Linked DNA regions of Oncorhynchus mykiss: region 2 is linked to region 1. Evidence: chromatin contacts called from public Hi-C data. All regions are on one chromosome and are shown on one strand. The core of a region is the stretch at or near the end of the contact, and the rest is flanking DNA. Distances in the headings are between cores, read along the strand shown.

The links. A called contact is a pair of places that touch in the nucleus more often than the background predicts.
Region 2: a contact with region 1 is called in a Hi-C map of blood, with 5 times the contacts expected there. The contact joins the promoter of kdm7ab here to the promoter of LOC110523486 in region 1. A contact is called at or near these places in 2 of 3 Hi-C or Micro-C datasets (blood and liver).

Annotation. Positions count from the first base shown.
Region 1 is chr1:44,408,241-44,410,940 of USDA_OmykA_1.1, forward strand. It overlaps LOC110523486 (G1/S-specific cyclin-D2), which reads right to left and starts at 1,378. Exons shown (of 5, transcript XM_021602222.2): 1 at 950-1,378. The coding sequence starts at 1,144.
Region 2 is chr1:44,597,314-44,600,013 of USDA_OmykA_1.1, forward strand. It overlaps kdm7ab (lysine-specific demethylase 7B), which reads left to right and starts at 1,319. Exons shown (of 20, transcript XM_021602250.2): 1 at 1,319-1,658. The coding sequence starts at 1,501.

The DNA of each region.
Region 1 (2,700 bases), core at 128-2,627:
ACATCTATTGTTTTCACATCATAATGAACACCAATGTCTTTCACATCAGACCCGACAATTGATAAACATGACATTTGAAGTTCAATGCGAAATAATTGTCAAATTGAAAACGAAGTAGCATGCGGTTGCTCTCGAGTGCGTCACCGCCAGTTCGAAATCTTTTTTCCTAAATTAATATAAAATCTTTAATGAATCCTAGTTAAATAACTCTTACATGAAAATAAAGCTCAGACGGTCGGGTTTCTTTTCAGACCATTCTCAACTGATTATGTCAAACAAAGTGTAAAAAATCTAACTTAATTCCTGGGTGACGGACTTCAATGCGGAGACCAGAGGAACAAATAGGCCCGCGCCCCTTCCGCGATCCGATATTTAAAAAATAAATAGAAAATGTTTGCTACATATTTCGGCATATTTTCAATTATGACTATGTAGTTTAGACACTGCTCTTTCACTCTGGACACTTTTCAACTGCTGTTATGGCGTTTATGACACTGTAAAATCGTCAGAAAAACTGCAACAGTTCCAATAGAAACCAATATGGCGTTAGAATATAGGCTAGAATAGGGCAAGGATTAACTGCATACGTGTGCATGGAAATATTTTGGCAATCTAAAACATAACAAAATAATCCAGGGCACATTTCATAGATCAGACATATGCAAAGAACAACTTTATCTGGTGATATACACCACTGTAACCACATGTCTATATATCTCTATCAAAATCGTCGGTGACTTGGTTGAAATATGCTACAGATAATAAAATCATATAAATACGAGTAGTTGATTATATGCTATCACGATTGTCTATTTGGCAATGTGATATGCAACCCTCTTTCTCACACCATGCAAACCTGACAAAATGACAGTGAAAAGTCCGATGTTAGTGTTTTGAGATGAGTCGAAGGCACGGAAATAGCCTAGAGTTGAAGTGTTTCGGTACAAACCTCCAGCATCCAAGTCGCAACCATCCTCCTCATAAATGGCTGAATATCTTTCTGAACGCACTTGAAATAAGAACATTGTGGAAGAAAACGTTCTTCAATGGTCAACAGGCTTTGTAATACCCTGTCATCACACAGAAGATTCGGATCAAGACTAGCTCTGACGATGGTGTCCACTTCGAGGCAAAGCAGCTCCATGGTCGTTTCAGTTTTGAAAAAGTTGGGTTATTCTTGTGAAAATACAATAGCAATATTACTAGATGCAAATAAACTGGAAAGAAAGTATTTTGGAGGCATAAAGTGAGACTGCAGGGCTCCCAAGAGTTGTCCTGCCTCTCCTTGCGAACTTTTTCCTCTCCCCCACAGTTCACTTCTACTTTCTTCTGGCTGGATACGTTTGAAGCCTGCCTTTACTGACCATGACGCAAGCCGCAAATCTCATTATGTAGAGCAGTTGCCCAGACGCAACATGCTCTCATCAAACATTTGTTACTCTTTTCTCTAGGCTACACTTTTACTTTACAACTATATACTTTATATTTATTTATTTTATCATGATAAAAATCTATATGACCACAAACAAAACCCCACCCCCACCCATGTGTCAAATGTACAAATAGAGACAATTCACTTGGATAAAAGTCTATATTTATATAAATTGATTAATTATACGATTTTCATGTATGCATAAATAAATCCAGCAAGTACTTTGAGTTAAAACTCGTCAGGGGAACAGTTTCTCTGCATTCATAGGGGATGTTGCATGTAGGCTATGCATGTAGGAATAGTAATAGTTCCAATTGTACAACTTTATAAACATGCATTAGGATAATCTTATTTCTCTATTTCAGTTTATTAAAAGCAAAACTACTCCTTGTTCATTTGCTTTCTCTTTTATCTGATGAACTTAATGAACTTATAGTCAGTCGCCCTCTCCCTCGCAGACGTACACACGCCCGCGCAGACTCGCCGACAAACACACGCCCGCGCAGACTCGCCGACAAACACACGCCCGCGCGCGCGCACACACACACACACACACACACACACACATACACACAGGTGTACCATATACAGTATCTTTTATATAGCAGCAGAAGCCGTACGCATGTGGTTGAATGAGATAGCGTTCTAGGAAATGTATTGCAGCATAGAAAAGTTGTTGCGACAAACTTATTTTATAGATAACACCACGACGACAGCCTATTGGACAACAGTATGTATTAATATATAAATATAATACCTATTTTTGCAAGTTGTGATCATAACACTCATATGCAGAAAGTGATACATATAGGACCCATGTCAGAATTAATTATAGGCAACCATAATCTTGCTGTGATAGAGATCAGTTAAATAGGTCTATGTAATCTTGGAGGAGCACTAAGCAGATCTGATATAGTTTGTCAAAAAAAAAGCTTAAGCTTGTCTCTAATAATAAACTACCCCCAAAGATGAGTCAACTAGACTATCCTGCATTGATTGTGTTTCAAATGCAGAGGGGGCAGTCTCCCGGTGCGATCAAAGTTGTTAAATTCCATTCGAGTGGGTCTCTCTATCGGTCTGAATGGCAACACTTTTGTTCTTCTACTTGTAAGAGAACTAGGAAATGATTCTTTAGAGCATTTTTTTGTCTCGAGATTGTTTCCTCCCCTTGTCACAATTTGCATATAGCCAATAGGTATTCTGCGTGCGACCGAGGCTTGCCGATTGTTACTGGGCAGACTTTTATTGCATAGGCTACCTTCGGAGCA
Region 2 (2,700 bases), core at 69-2,568, 190 kb after region 1:
AGTATTCTATGATTTTAGGCTATGTTTCTGTCTAGCACTTTGTGACATCTGCCTATGTAAAAATGGCTTCATAAATACATTTGATTGATGGATATGATTTGTTTCTATGATTGAAATGACACCCACCCTCTCTGTATTTAAGAGAATGCTGTGTCTCAACCAATGGCGGGCATAACACAAAACCTCAGCTGATCTAAAATAGGATCTAAGTCTCAATATATGTGAACGTGAGAAAATTCAGTGTTTACAATTTTAGATAATTGACTTTAAAGAAAAAAAAGTACATGTTTTATTTTTGCTTTCAAAAATATCAAACTCGACATGGATGTCTCATGGTAGGGTATGCAAAATGGGTTAGCTACAGATTGTACGCAAGATAATGTGATATTATCAAATATTTTTTAAGTCCATTACTGGGCGTTACAGGAACACCTCACACCAACCGCCACCATAGATTTGTCAATGGACACCAAAAATCTTTGGTTATACTTTGGTGTACAATCTGTAGCTACAAAATGAGTCAACTTTAAGCAACTCTGTCTCCTAAATGTTTTGGCATCCATGTCCAAATTGTCACTTTCTGACCACCTACCATGGGCAAACATGTTTGGAAGGTTTCGTTCAAATATAAAGGAGTATAGTCAGAAAGATATTGAACTTATATGGAACAACCATATACATTAAAACTGCAATATGTGAATTCTAGAAGAAAGGATTCAGTAACTTTTTAACTAAAGCCTGTTCTTGCCAATACTTTCTCTCTTCTCGATTCAGAAGAAAAGTGTATGTTATAAATGTACAGCTACAACGCCTACAAACACTACCAGTTGCAATGTTGTTCCTAGTGTGAGGACGTGGGTTGAAGGTCTTGTAATTGAAGAAGCTAAGAAGCACCCGTGCATCAGACTTCATATGTTAATGATGAGACTGTACAACTCATAAGGGAATATATTGAATACATAATAATGGGAAAGTGATTGGCACAACCCCCCCCCCCCCCCACACACCACTTCATGGCAGCGCTGACTGATCTTCTACCCAGAAGCCCTTGATCTAATACAGGAGCCAATTAGAATACAGGTATGGATGGATATCACAATAAAAGTCCTATACATATGCCACATCACATTCCAGTCCCACACTAGTTTCCATACTTTGGGTTAAAAAAGATTTCGCCGTTTGGTCCAACCGGAATCGCCACTTTAGCCAAACGTTTATACCAGAGGCCACGCTCTTTTATTAACAATTTGGAGCACCTGGTGCCAAAAGGCCACATCAAAGACATCTGTCTTATAACACTCTACAACTTGTTATTTTATTTCGCGTGCATGCAAGTTGAGTTAATATAGCCTACATTATGGTGTTGCGATTGTTGCTTGGATTGAATAATAGTAAATTATTGCTTATTATGATTAACAAATATCATGCTTCGCAGAGTGGTCGTGTGGTCTCCTCCAACGTTATCGTAAATTATCGTTTCGCCCTCGGCTTTTTCCGTGTATGTTGAAAACAGTCCCCGCCCAACTTTCTGGCTGCGTTGTTTGTTTGGACACTAAGAAGATGGCGGCGGCCCCGCTGTACTGTGTCTGCCGGCAGTCTTACGATGTTAGCCGGTTTATGATTGAATGCGACATTTGTAATGACTGGTTTCATGGCAGGTAAGGAGCCGACATATTCCTTAATGACATACCTGAAAATGACAGGAGTGCGTCAACGACTGTCCTAATAATCTGTTAAGGAAAGTCAAGTCGTATTGCGATGTCAGACTCGCTCTGTGAATAGAGGTTCGATCAAGACCGTGCAGAGCATCTCGCGAGCGAACAGACCTTTGCGCAGCTTGGCTACATATTCGTTTGTTTACCTACTTTCTTTTAGACATACAACGGACGATGCGGTAGTTGAAATCGGAGTCATTAAACGTATTTTTAAAAAAAATCCCAGTGCCAGATCTCTGCACAAGTAAACACAGCACGCAATTATACGGAAATGAACTCCCTGCGGTTGCTAGTTATTTTATAGTATTTGGTTAGGAGTAGAATTAACAGTTGATTTGTCAGCCAATTGTACTTTATTTGCAGTAGATGTAACGTTATCTAGTCAGTTTTAGAGCAGAAACTTCGAATCAAGCACACTTGTCTCGGCTCTGTTGTCGTTTTAGTGTTTGTCAAGTTTTGTCTTGCGCCTTCTGACAGCCAGCCAGAAATCCTAAACCTTCATCTGTAGCTAAATGTTTTTGTTACTGTGTTAACTAGTTGTCATGTCACGATTCATGCCGTGAGAATGCCATATTAACTTGATTTTAACTTATTTCAAATAAGTGACTTTTGTGGGTTTGGGGGGCAATAAACAATAGGCAAGGCAATGGGTGTACTGCCGTCCACGCCAGTACAGGAAGAGGAAGTAGCCTGAATTCTAGAGACAACATTTTGATGTTGGAAAATGTTTGTCTCATCATTGAGAAATGGACCAAATGGGAGTGTTGGGTGGTCAAGTCGAGGACGGGAATTTAAATGTCCCTTCCCGAACAAAGATGTACTCATGGCGAGAGCCATCTAGCGTTAGAATTCAGAAACACATTTTTAAAGCAAGTGCACGTGTTTGACGTGTCCCTCGAACATCACGTTTTCCTAAAAACATGACATTGTTCCTAAGGGGCTAGGATAAGAGGTATGAATAAATGATCTATCACTACAGACACCC